4 separate regions of the Mus musculus genome follow, and all the other regions are linked to region 2. A link is a contact called in public Hi-C and HiChIP or PLAC-seq data. All regions are on one chromosome and are shown on one strand. Each heading gives the region's core, a stretch centred on a gene start, on an enhancer-like site or on the middle of the called end of the contact. The rest is flanking DNA. Distances are from core to core; before and after follow the strand shown. Region 1 holds the start of Paupar (Pax6 upstream antisense RNA). Region 2 holds the start of Dcdc5 (doublecortin domain containing 5). Region 3 overlaps Elp4 (elongator acetyltransferase complex subunit 4). Region 4 overlaps Elp4 (elongator acetyltransferase complex subunit 4).

Region 1 (3,101 bases), core at 93-2,592, 420 kb after region 2:
TAAAAAATACTACAAAACCTGGTTCTTATATAGCAACGTTAAACAAAGCAGTTATGCTAAATTAGCGTTGCATAAAGGCGAGTTTAATGCTCGGTTACAGTCAACTGGTGTATCTCTGATGGCTAATTGTCTATCAAAATTAAAGAGAAAGGAACAAATGATTCGTTATAAGGTGTTAAAAGCCCCAACAAAAGGACATTTCACAAATATAATATCGGCAGCTCGGGAATTGCCCGCGGGGTTGTTCAGGCCCCGGCCCTGCGCAGCTATGAGAAGTGAGGTGCGGGGTGCTATTTGCCTGGCAAGAGCTCATTTCCTCCCAAATGAGTATAATAAAAATCAAAGAGGAGATATTAGTGTAAAGATCGGGATTAATCTTAATCCGTGAGATTGGACGAGGGCTGACTGACGAGTAGACCGCTACTCTCTGCTCAGACTGGGATTACAGAGCGCTTTTCCAGATCTCCTTCGTTCCCCATATCCAACGTGCCACTGTCCAACGATGGGGACAAGAGGAGCAAGCATCTGGCTGAAGAGAGAGACAGAGAGAGAGAGAGAGAGAGAGAGAGAGAGAGAGAGAGAGACAGAGAGAGAGAGAGAGAGAGAGAGAGAGAGAGAGACTGACTCAGATCCGGCTCTTCCCAGCTTTCCTGAACTCTCAGAGAGCCTGGATCCCCGCACAGTCCAGCACGTGCTTTTCTGCTTGGTTGGCCTCGGGGGGCGCAGGCAAACACTGCCAGCCCTCACCCTCACCTCCCGCTCCAGGCTGGGAAGGACACAAAGTACAATCCAACCCCCTCCCTTTCCCAAGGCGTCACCAGATCCAGAACTCGAAGCATATTTGTTGTTCAAAGTTAATTAAACCTGAAAGCAACCAAAATGCTCGCGCCAGGTACACGGAGGCCGATTTTCCACCCGTGGACCGCTTCGGCACAGCCAGAGAAGCCACAAGGGCCGACGTGGCTCTTCCCATCCAGAGAAATCTCTGTAAGAGACTCTGAGGCTGAGGAATAAAAGCTGAAACCAAATCATGCAGCAAGAGTAACAAACCGTCTGGAAAATGGACCCAAGGAACCGCGAGAATGTACTTCCTTAGGAAAAAAAAATCTTTGACAACTTGTGTCCTAAGAAAATACATTGAAGATAATTGAAATGATTACATTTCGCTGCTGCCCGACTTTGAATATGAGCAGTCACATAATGACATCCCCCTTCATACAACAACAGTTTAATTTCCATTCTCCGTCTTTGGAATCCTTGTGCCAGCCGCCCGGGCAACGCGGTGCTGATACAGAAATCTTGGCTCCCGTCTGCATTATTTATGCGTGTGTGTGTGTGTGTGTGTGTGTGTGTGTGTGTGTGTGTGTGTGTGTGTGTGTGTGTGTGTGTGTGAAACAGGAACGGAGATGGGGTTTAACCTCCCTCCACCCTTGGTCTGGAAATTCCAAGGGACCCATGGACACCAGGGAGCCGAGAGAATCGCTATCCTGGGCCGCTCTGCCCGTCGAGGCTGCGGTGAAGATGAGGTCTGGTTGGCTTCTTTGTCCTTGGGAGCCCTCGTGGGAACGTTCCTTCAGCTTCCACCTAGTTGGGCCGAATCCAGGGGTGGACTTAAGCCGGAGCCCTATGGTGGATCAGTCCCATTTCTCCCATCCTTCCTTCCACCACCAATCCTTTCTTTTCTGTTTCACAACTCCCAGGGTCTTGCTCAGCAGGATGGACCTCACTCTGGGAGTGGGGGTGGGGGCTTCGCGAATTTGAAAGTTGTCTCTGCCTTGATCTAGTTCCAGGCTCCCCGCGGCCACTCCAAACTCTGAGACCACCAGAAAAGAAAGAAGAAAAAAGTCAGTATCTATGCAGTGCAAGACTCTAGCGCTCACCTTTGAGCGCGGCCTCTTGGAACTCTTAAAGCCCGGCCAGGGAGCCAGGAGGGGGTCAGTGCGCACCGGCCCAGACAGGCCTCTGCAGCGCGCAGGCGCGGATCCAGCGGCCGCCCCCTCTCCATGCACAGGGTTGAGGGGACAGACCCTAAGCCCCACTCTGAGCAACTACTGACTCTTAAAAAAAAAAAAAGACCATCTGGTAATTGTCTTTCTTTAGATCTTCCCTTAATTATGCTTTTAATTAAAGATGGTTCAAGGCACCGGACCACATGAAGGGCAGTAATTACAAATTACATTACAAACCCGACAGATGTAGCGCGATCTGCTGGGAAAAAGGTAGCGGAATAAAAATTTGACTAAACTTTGGGATAAATTAATCGGCGGCCTGGAGAACAGAAGCGCAGTTCTGGTCGTGTAGACTGCAAGCAGGATTTAAGTTTTGTGTCATCATGACTGTTTTCATATTTCTTTGACGTCTATTGATTTGGAGGCAGCTGCAAGCCTTTGTCACAGGAGAGAAGAGCAGTCACAATATATTAGCTTGATGGCATAACTCGAACCGGAGAGGCGAGGGGAGCTGCAGTGACGGGGGCGCACGTGACCCCCTGCCCGCGGCTTGCCAGCCCAGCCCTCACTTAAAACTTGTTCTAACTGGAACAGTAAGTATTGCTCTCCGTTCAGTCTGAAGGTGCTCTTCTGTCTAGGGTGCGGATGGCGGTGGCAGAACCGCGGCGGCTGGGAGGCGGAAGTGTCCGAGGGTCCCGCACTACCTCTGTTGGGAGCCACTGAGGTTCTCGGTGGCACTTCTGGTCCGGCCTTTTGGATGAAGTTTGGGGGTTCAACTGTTTTGTCCTCAAGGCTCTGGGCCAAGTCCTCGCTCAGTCTGGCCTTTTTGGGGGGCCTTCTCCCGAGGATGTGTGCCTGAAAGACACGTGGCTCAGGAAGCTATTGGACTGCCCGGAAGGTGTCCCCAGCCCCCGCCCCCTGGTGCGGGGGGCTGCCAAACCCCCTCCCCCACGAGATTGTACCAGGTCGGGATGCAAACTGCAAACTCAAGGGAGGGAATTAGGCCACTCTCTTTGCTAAGTCTTACCTCGGCTTTTCTTACCTCAACTCTATCCTGGTAGCACCATAGCCTGGAAGACATTTTCAAACCAGAGTCCACTCACTCTGAGTAGCTCCGCTTTATGGAAAAACTATGTGCCCATCACTCACCCA
Region 2 (3,466 bases), core at 644-3,143:
TAAACGAACAATCTGCAACTAACTAAAAATGTAAAGTTTTGCTCATATTTACATCTAAGATTTAATAAATTATACTTGACAGCATTTTGAGTAATGACCTCTTTAAATTAAAGCAGCAATCCTCAAGGCATTTTTGCCACAGTGAACTGAACTCCTGAGTTTAGCATTTGTTTAGAGTGGCAGAAATAAGAGGCGTTGGCCCTTATTGTCCGGATGTCTTCTGTCTCACCAACCCTCACTTTTAATAAAACTTAGAAAGTGCTTATCTCCAGATTTTATTTAAACAGTGCTTTTCTTGAAATTACAATAAAAGCCATATGCTATTTTTTAACATTGAAAATAACTTAAAACCCTTCACTTAGTGAAACACAACTACAAATAAATTTAATTCAGAAAGGCATCATTTATTTTATAAAATCATTATATATTGAACATTAATATTTAAATATTAAACAATTAAAAGAACAAAAATTTTCTTATACTGGTTTTTGTATATGCTGGCCTAGTAGAACATTGGAACAGTCTGGATTTTTAATCAAATTGTCTATAGTAGTTATTAATCCTCTCTGAATCACTATATCTCATTAAAAGAAACTAAGTACACTTTCCCTAAAAATAAAGTCTGAGACGTCCCTGGAAGTTCCAAGAGCTTTGATGAACTTTCTTCTGCCCATCGTGTGTTGCAGTTCTCCGAGTGGACAGCAGGAGGTGCTGTGTGAACACCGAGCCTGTCATCTGGAGCCCAGCTCCCTCCAGTTTTCTGTGTGCAGTGAATAGTGAGACGCTTTCAAAATATTCATTTATCAGCGGCCGGTGGCCTGAGATAATGAGCCAAATTCTAAAATGGAACCTCCAAGTTTACAATGTAAACCCCACCCTTATTTAACACAAAGGTTGGCTTCTCTTAAGTGTTATGTTGGAAGATTTTTTTTTTAATGGTACAACCTTTTTTTTTTGTAATTATCCAAACTGCAACATTCTGGTTACAATATAAATCCTTTTTTAAGTCAATCAAATGTCCCAAAACTAATTACAAAACCATATGTCTTTACCTTCACACATACATGTGTGTGTGTATAAATAAACATACAACTATAGAATAAATGCACAGAGATTAAAAGGTAAAATCTAATTTAATTTAGTCAAATACATTAATTCAACTATACTCTGGATCCTGAAATACACAAGTTAAATAAGTATAATGGAATTAAGTTCTCTTGAGGAGAAGTTAGTTCACGATTCATTTCTGTAGAATCTGATTTGCTTTTAGACCCATTTCTACAATAGTGAGGTGAGTTTACACCAGAGGAAAAATGAGGAGTCTCAGCCTTCAGAGGAGTGCAGATGAATTCATTTCCTTCGTTGGTGTTACTGACTCTGGAATAACCATGTAAGGATCTGCTTTTCCTCTGCAGAGTGAGCAGTGAGGAAAGATGAGGCAGATGACACTCCATACCAAAAGACAGACACAATCAGCCCCTTTCTTGCTGCCTTTGAGATTCCAGAGCATTTTTGGCTCCCTTAGAGGCGCTGAGCTCACAAAACATGTCACGGTTCTTTTATGACACAATGCCAATCATTGCGTCTATAGAACCAAATACATCTGAAAAAATATATATAATACAGTACTTTTTAAAAAGGGATGGCTTACCTGCTTGTAATAATATTTTTGCAGACTTTAACCGTTGATACAAGGCCCCAAGAACTCCTTGCCCGTGCATCTTAGCCCCCAAGGGTCTGAAACCTTCTCCCTTAGAGACCCAAAGTGGTCCCCTCAAAGGACTGATGGAATTTTGCAGGCATTTTTCAAGCAGAGAAACTACTGGAGAGAAAAGGGGGAAGGATTCCTTTGACCCAACTGAGATACGCTGTCTGGAATGCAGCCTCGAGACTAGAGCTAACTCTTAACATCTATTATTTATGTCTGACCTGGGTTAAGTCTTAGCGAGGCAATTCCTGCGTTACCAGTGGCCACCAGGAAGGATGTATTTATATTGCGACATCCCCCCCCATGCAAGTCTCATAAGCTGTGTGAGCACACCTGAATAGTTCTGAAGTGTGCCTAACTAGCTGCATGGAGTGTCATGGTGTGCACTGATTGCCTTATCTTCTCATTTATCACAGATGAGTTGGAACCAGCCTTGCCGAAAACCTACTTGCATTGTCCTGATAAAAACTGTACGATCCATGATGTTTCAGTGTCCTGCGTCCTGTAGAGGAGTCCGTGTACCCAAAATATCACATCTGGAAATTATTTATAAAGTATGATCCACACCTTTATAATAAGCCTTCCTACCCCAGGCCCATCATTGGTATTCGTTAAAGCAACCCACGACACAGGGTGACAAGATTGTTTAAATAGAAAAGAGGAGAATGTTAAGCAAGGATTTTCTCATGCCTTTGTGTTCCCAAGTCCCCAGAATATTTAAGCTAGTGGTGGATTCAGGAATGCTATCCCAGCAGGGGCTGTGGAAGGATATTTACTTGTGGGCCTGTCATGTAACATCCATGTGGACTTGACAGATATGTTTATACACTTTGCACATGCTTAGCTGATACAGTCTTTCTAGTGTAAAATACTCAAATGACATGGCAGCTAGGTAATGTTTTCTGAAATTTAGTTTTCCCCTGAAAAGCCAGAAATAAATAACAAAATCTTGGGGCCCAGAAAAAAAAATGAATACATATCACTTTTATTTAACATGGTCTTTTCTTAAATGTATGTAGATCCCAAAGATAAACATGCAAGATAGATAGAGATCCTAGCAATATTATTCTTACACATATTTCTGCAAGGAAAATGAATTAAGCAGATCACAAGCTAAGGGCGTAGGTCTGTGCCCTTGGTTATGTTATATGTTGCATATTTTATGCAAAGAAGCCCAGCACTGAAATGGAATTGCAATCAAGCACAGCTGAGCTACTGAGAGGTTGAGCTATGCAAATGGCCTTTGCTACCTGTGTTCTCCTAAATCTTACTTTCAGCTAAGAAAACTTGCAGTTTAGGACACCTGGTTCTCCAGCTCCCTACCAAAGCCAAACTTAAAGTCTGGTGTGTTCGCTGCTTAGAAAAACGTTGGAGATTAAGAGGTTAAGATTTCCTACTGCTATGAGTAAAATCAAAAACATAAGCGTGATGTGACGACATCTGTGCAGAATTCTGTCATCCAGTTGGAGAAACTAACGCCTGAAATTCTAACAAGCCCACTTTTATACACACAGAGAAACTACTTTTCTCTATATGTTTTAAGTAAATAGGTGTCTTACACTTTCATATGTATAATAGATATTTATATTTTTATATTTACATATTTATATATTTTTATATTTATATAATATTTCTACCATATTATATATGTAAAATATAATATACATGACATTGTATATACTATAGAAGAAATAATAATAATTTTATTTAATAATAATATTTCAAAAATAAAATGGGTAAGACAAGTCAGTTTTGATG
Region 3 (3,261 bases), core at 584-3,083, 370 kb after region 2:
GTCAGATCTACATTTTGAGGCTCTTTCAGAGCCCTTGTAAACAGATTTAGCTCAATGGTAAAGTTAAGTAGTAGGGGGTAAAAATCCTCCACATGTAAAAGCAAATGAGTTTTTAAAGAACAGAAAATCATCTCTATGAGAACTTACTTGTAAATTACCCATGTGGACAGTAACCCTAGCTCCTGTTAGCATTTCTATAGAAGCATGCATTTTGATTAAGCCAAACAAATTAAAAGAAAAACGGAAAAGTAGCCAGCCAATCATGTATCTGTATTCTCACAGATATTTTGTTCTTTTGTGTGTTTTTCATGGTGTTCCTTTTTACTTGCTGTGTTTCCTTTATTTTATATTATTTATGGAGAGCCTTTCAATCTGAGACTGACTTGCACATTGCATGCTCTTACATGTGAAGTCATCTCAGCAAAGAGTTCCTCTTTGGAGCTGTGTCCCTCTCTGTGTCTGTGTCCCTTAGTCAGAGTGCTGAGTCTTCAGCTGCCACATCACTGCCCCAAGGCATGTGGAGAAGGTGCTGACTCTCTCTGCCCACCCAGTGTGTTCTCAATCTCCACTCCAAACTGAGAGAGAAGGAAGGCTGGCTATAGGAGGGAGTTCATGTAAACGGCAGATGTGAGACCAGATCCATTTATACAAGTTCAGTTGGGGTTTCCAGGATTAGCAAGCTTTCTGAACTCAAATAGGAAGTGGAAGTTCTCACTTCAGAGGGCTTCATATCAGTTCTTTTCTAAATTTTACTGAGACCATGGCAATACACGTGTAATACTCAGAATGCATACAACAGCATGAATCAGACAGCACCCCTAGCATCACCTGGCTGTTAGTTGAGTTGAAGTGCTCACCACCTGAAAGGGTGTGACTTGTCTGCCCAAGAAAAGTAAGGAAACCCTTGCTGTAATAGATACTCTCCGTTCATTGTGGCCTGTTTTTGTCCAATCAATATACAGCAAGCCACATTTCATCTTGTCAAACCAAAAACCTACTACTACCTAGCTACATTTGTATGAAATCTAACACAATGTGACAGAAATAACAGCCCAGTCTGCAATGCACATTGAACTGGTGAAAAAATCAGGAATGGTTTGGCAAAGATAAAACATAAAATTAATTTTCTGTTATTTTCTTTTCATTCACATTCATACCAGGTAGACTGTGTCAAATACCTACAGTAGAAGAGAGCTTGTTCATGCATGCAGGACAGAATAAAGATTAAGAGCTCCAGGAAATCAGCTTGCTTCAAGAAACCATTAAAGTGTGCCTGTCCCTCAGGCTTCACAGATGTGTTGATTGTTGAGTTTCAATCATGTAAATATGTTACAGCATAAAGTAACCAAGATTCCCTGTTACAGAAGTGCTCCTGTGTCGGGGTGTGGGAGTAGGGAGAGACGAAAGAGAACTAAATAACACACTGTAATGAAACCTGCCTTTGGGCAGCACATGCTTCAGTTCTGAATGCCCAGAAATACTTCATGTGCACTCTAGGCTGCCTAGCAATGGGGATTTTCTAATTCTGGCCAGCTTGACAAAGTAAATACAACTCTTGAACATAAGGCAGCTCCTAATAAAAAAATAAAAAAAAAAAAACCCACAATTCCCCCTTGTAAATACCTACATTTGGCCCCATTAAAAATTCTTTCTTCATACCCAGGAACCAGCAGACCCTTAAATATGGGGATCTCAAAGTAACTGGAGAGTAGTTGGGAGATTTAGAGCTGTCAGGGTGTTTTACGTCGCCACTGCCACTGAGCACTTCATCCACCATCTCGGGGCCTTGGAGAATGGTGCTCGGCATACACTACAGGCATTATACAGAGAAACACTCTGGCCATTATGCTCTCGGGAGTCATTTGCTTGCAGCCAAAAGGAGACCAACGCATGTTCCTGGGTATGCTGTCCAGGGTATAAAAATGTATGCTTGCCACATTTCTGGGCTGAGTTCTCCTCCAGAGTTGCCAGCTCTGGAAGTTAGCTAGTGGGCTCGCAGTGACATGCTTCCCTAAGCTATCTGTAAAGCTATCTGATTGCAAACGTCTAGTTTCTGCCTTTTCATACCTTAGGAGTCTAGTCCATAGCTAAGGGTCAGTTAGTCTTGCCTTTGCCAGCCCCTGAATTGTATCATGGGTCTGCTGCACCTAAAAACTCCTAATATTTCAGAATGGATCTGGATACAAACACTTATTTTATGCATTAGCAGTTCACTGAGTACAGTTTCAGATTATGACAAGGAACAAGCACTACTTTGAATTGTAGTGACAAATTGCCTTTGCTACCACTGGTGCAGCATCCATATCATAAGCTATATAGGAAGAAAGAAATGGGATGCAAAGGTATTCTCGTGTGATTAACAGATTGAGTTATTTCTAAAATAATTCTTTAAGTTTAGCACTCAGAAGTTTTTCCCCTTAAGCCATCTTACTATCCTTAAGATACCTTGATGGGTAGTCCCTAAAATACTACTCCTAAATTTTTTTTTCTCATTCATCTCAACCAGAAAAGGGACGTCCTGGTTAAAGTACCCTTGGATACTTGTCATAGTGGCAATCATGATCCCCTGCTTTCTTCCTTTGCCTGTGATAGTGGCACAGGCTCTGCAGTTCTTCTCCCTGTGTCCCTGCACACCCTGGGAATCTGTACACTCTCTCTGCCCTGTGTGTCCAGTGCCTGATAATTGAGGAAGGGGTGGGGGCAGGGAAAGACACTTGCATCACTTTCCCTGGAAAGTTGCTGGAGTGTTTCTTCTGAATCAAAACAAAACCTTCCTACATTTTCTAAAAACGTCTTTCATAAAATACAAATGCTTAAAACAGTAACTGTTGTTTTCCATTATTGAAAATTTCTACATATGACTTAGTAAGAAAATAATCAATAGCCATAGAAAAATGTTTCTATCACTTCTGTAATAGCCCTTGCCCTTTAGAATTAAACCCAAATCAATTCTCATCATTTACAAGCCCTACCAGGTCTGCCACCTCCCGCAAGCCACGCTAAATAACCATTTGCTCACTTGTCTAACACTACAGAAAAGCTGGGATCTTTGTCCCCTTCAAACATGCCAAGCTTAATCCTGCCTCACAACTTTTCAACTTTATTCTCATCACCTGGGTCTTAACCCCCTTCTCGAAATTAAGATCTTAGCACAAATGTGCTCTTGAGGAAGGTCTTAACCAATTAAAGTGGTACCTGCAGCCAGGACCGTGTCATAATGCTTCATTTCCTTTCGAACACCCCTCTATGTCCACATGCCCC
Region 4 (3,170 bases), core at 137-2,636, 280 kb after region 2:
CCATGACCAGAACTATTTCTGGAGTCTCTAAGTCAGAGTTTAAATGGTGATTGTGTGACTAGGACAGTTTTGCACACTCGCTGCCTCATTCACTCATTCATTCATTCATTCATTCATTCATTCATTCAAATACCGGAAGCATCGTGATAGGTATCTATGGATAAAACATAACAAAGTCACCACCTCAGGGATGTTGAAGATAGGATAAAATAAAACAAAAACAGTATGAATGCTGGTGGTTTGGGTTTGGGGTTTATTTGTTTAATGTTTGTTAGTTTTGTTTTGTTTCGTTGGTAGTGGTAAGGGTTTTGTTAGTTATTGTTATACTGGGTGTTTTGAAGGTTTTTTTTTTTTTTTTTTTTGGTCTGGTGTGGGAAGTGTGTGTGTGTTATGTGTTGGATATTTGAGCTTTGGTGTTAATAATTGTTTCTGTTAGGGAAAAAAATGTTATTTCATATCCTTGGAATTTTTGTCATATAATTAACCATCTTTAAATTAGCACAAGACTAAGGGTATATAAAATATTTTCATCTCTTGGAGTAGTGAAACAGCCAATCAGTGCTCTTGTCTCAGTTATTAGCATTCTGTCAGACTTGTACAGTAATGATTAGTTACCCTTTATTGTACTTTTGGCATGCTTCCCATGTTTAATTTCATTGTAGGGAAGGAACACATAGTTAAGGAAATTGCAAAAGAGGGGGAGAAGTTAAAATAGGGAAAATAATAGATTCAAAACTGATTTCAACTTATTGTTGTAATGATACTTATAAGCAGAGTGAACAAAGGTGATTTTTAAAGTTTCTATTTGAATTATTTTGTGTTCTTACATAAAGTCTTACAACTTTAAACTTGAAATGTTTTATTTGATTTGATTTAAGGTTATTTCTATAATAATACAATAGAAGCTGACAAGTGTGCTTTGAAGTCAATGTATAAAAATAAGTTCTAAATACCTGTTTAAAAGGACTGAAACTATTTAGGAGGCATATTATGAATGTCTTCAGACAGACATGTAGTTTTAAGTAGTTTTCCCTATAAAATTGTAGTATTATTACTCATAACTCTTATACTAGAATATAGTTTAGTATCTGTCCCAAGACCCTGTCTTAAAATATATGTGAAGATGGCTCCATTGAGTGTGGTTCTTTTCCACACTGAACTATGAGTGTGACTAGGGGCAGAGCCACCGTAGTGCCCTCTCTCCCAGCGTTACTTAGTTCCCACATCCCTGCTGAGTAGTTGTTCCACTCGCCAAGAAGCCTGTTAAAGAGCCCCTGAGAGCATGTGTACAGCCCTCCACGTTAATAGTTAATTGGTGAGGATGGCAAGATGAGAGGACAGCCGAGCATGTGGTCTCACAGACTCGGGAAGTAGACAGGCCTCGGCGATAATAACAGCAGATGCTCAGGTTCTCACAGCATAACTGTCCCGACTCTTGTTGAGGCGATGTTATCATGAACTGGAAAAAAAAAAAAAAGCTTATATCTAAGAAAAGGAACTAAGCCCTCTTAACTAAGCCCTCTTCTATTCTTCTACATGTTATATTATACGAAGACTTTAAATCTTTATGTATAAATCTCTATGTGAGTGGTTATTATCCTCTGAGTACAAGGAGCACTCCTCCGGCCCTGCTTACTCTTGGGAATGAGTGACTATCCCATGCCATGCCTTTAGCAACATTATTTTTGGCATAGTGAGCATAAAGTATTGTAAAATGGGACATTTTAATTTCTATATCTAGTCAGCTATAACACCATCATTTCTTTCTGATCTGTAAGTAGCATTTGTCTTAACTATTGGTGAGATTTGTTATCTATCTCAAAATTATGTAAACATTTTATACTTTTTTTTTTAATCCCAGTGATAGTGTGTGCTTGTAAAAAAATGAGAATCAGTAATATTTCTTTCTGGAAATAAAAGCTTAGTTTTGTGCCTAAATACAGTTTTGTTAGCAAAATGAAAAGAAAATATATTTTCTATTACTTGTATACTTCTCATACAACCCATGATAACTTATCCTTGATTTGTATTTTTAAATAGATTAAAAACACTTTTACCTAAAACTGTCAGGAAGTAAACACTTGGTATTAAAATGGAAGGTTATTCTCCTATACCCTTTTCATAGTTTTTTTTTCAAAGAATATTTACTCTCTCTCTTTTTTACTGCAATTTTTTTATCAGTGTTTCATAATCTACACTCTCTAGGGGACTTTTCAACACAGACAACGTAAAATGTTTCTTTCCCTGTGATAATGCGGGAAGGAAAATCTCCTGCATTTGCTTAAGAACATCAGTCAGTGCCTGCGTTGGTTAACCTTTCTCAGATCAGATTTCAAACGTGAAACTAGACTGCAGCATGTCTTTATTTATTGTCATTGGCAGTTGGTGACTTGATATTTGTAGTCAGTATCTTTATCACATAGTTACTGTCTTCGAATGATAACAGTTTTTACCCCAGTTCTTCATTGGATAAAACTCACCCATGCTATTTGGCAAATACTAAAGAAAGTGTTATTTCCTGATTTTAAAAAGGGAACAAAGAACCCTATCTCTTAAAAACTAAAGAGGTTTACATTTTTATCTTAATTAAAAACTTTTAAAATTAGTTGATAATGTTAATATGCTAGAGCTTTGAAGCTACTGAAGTGAATAATGCAAAACATTTGTCTGGAGAGAAATGTTTCCATCTGGTAACACCGCATTTATTCAATGCCAGAATATTACCAGCTATACCAAGTAAAGCCATGGCTGCCTTTACAAATCATTTATAAGTATCTTGTAAGTGGACTCCAATGGACTTCTAAATTTATCTTTTATTCTTAAATAAATAAGAAAGTATTCTTATTCTTAAAGAACTGTTGCCATGGAAGAGGTCTCTGCTAAGTCTGACAGTTTGAGTTTGGTGTCCAGAATCCACCTGCATGGAAAATGAGAACCAACTCCTGCCAAGTGACCTCTGACCTCCACATGCATAGCGTGTCACACGCATTATAAACACATACACATAGATAGATACATACATACATACACACATACATACATACATACATACATACATACACACATACATAGATACATACATAGAGTCTAATTTAAAGAGTTAAATATAATTGATGAATAATCAAGCTTTTAACTATAAAATTTTCAGTAATATTTTCCTGTAACTGTTG

What was found. Hi-C and Micro-C count contacts between places; a contact is called where the count stands out from the background. HiChIP or PLAC-seq counts read pairs in DNA pulled down with a chosen protein or histone mark.
Region 1: a contact with region 2 is called in an H3K4me3 HiChIP or PLAC-seq map of embryonic forebrain, with 6 times the contacts expected there. The contact joins the promoter of Paupar here to the promoter of Dcdc5 in region 2. A contact is called at or near these places in 15 of 39 promoter capture datasets (the 3T3-L1 cell line, the C10 cell line, the HPC-7 cell line and 10 more), 1 of 15 datasets of contacts at CTCF or cohesin (large pre-B cells), 6 of 484 Hi-C or Micro-C datasets (cerebellar granule neurons, embryonic stem cells, lens fibers and 1 more), 11 of 115 datasets of contacts at active chromatin or transcription factors (astrocytes, embryonic basal ganglia, embryonic forebrain and 6 more) and 1 of 9 other capture datasets (embryonic stem cells).
Region 3: a Hi-C map of neural progenitor cells shows a contact between it and region 2, with 3 times the contacts expected there. The contact joins the enhancer-like site here to the promoter of Dcdc5 in region 2. A contact is called at or near these places in 2 of 39 promoter capture datasets (cranial neural crest and maxillary cranial neural crest), 3 of 484 Hi-C or Micro-C datasets (embryonic stem cells and neural progenitor cells) and 2 of 115 datasets of contacts at active chromatin or transcription factors (astrocytes and embryonic basal ganglia).
Region 4: a Hi-C map of cerebellum shows a contact between it and region 2, with 6 times the contacts expected there. The contact joins the enhancer-like site here to the promoter of Dcdc5 in region 2. A contact is called at or near these places in 1 of 15 datasets of contacts at CTCF or cohesin (pro-B cells), 10 of 484 Hi-C or Micro-C datasets (the HPC-7 cell line, cerebellar granule neurons, cerebellum and 3 more) and 1 of 115 datasets of contacts at active chromatin or transcription factors (astrocytes).

What each region holds. Positions count from the first base shown.
Region 1 is chr2:105,659,584-105,662,684 of GRCm38.p6, reverse strand. Paupar (Pax6 upstream antisense RNA) reads left to right here and starts at 1,342. Exons shown (of 1, transcript NR_117095.1): 1 at 1,342-3,101. The region is part of intron 1 of Pax6os1 (paired box 6 opposite strand 1); the gene reads left to right.
Region 2 is chr2:106,079,426-106,082,891 of GRCm38.p6, reverse strand. Dcdc5 (doublecortin domain containing 5) reads right to left here and starts at 1,893. Exons shown (of 24, transcript NM_177844.2): 1 at 1,652-1,893.
Region 3 is chr2:105,714,138-105,717,398 of GRCm38.p6, reverse strand. The region is part of intron 9 of Elp4 (elongator acetyltransferase complex subunit 4); the gene reads left to right. Among named protein-coding and RNA genes, the nearest start is that of Pax6, 40 kb to the right of the region's middle. Within about 2 kb of position 1,833, at least 27 of the 459 cell types and tissues checked have an H3K27ac peak or open chromatin away from gene starts, as enhancers often do. A contact at or near this core is called in astrocytes and neural progenitor cells, where this site is marked.
Region 4 is chr2:105,802,872-105,806,041 of GRCm38.p6, reverse strand. All of the region lies in intron 7 of Elp4 (elongator acetyltransferase complex subunit 4), which reads left to right. Among named protein-coding and RNA genes, the nearest start is that of Elp4, 100 kb to the left of the region's middle. Within about 2 kb of position 1,386, at least 8 of the 459 cell types and tissues checked have an H3K27ac peak or open chromatin away from gene starts, as enhancers often do. A contact at or near this core is called in cerebellar granule neurons and cerebellum, where this site is marked.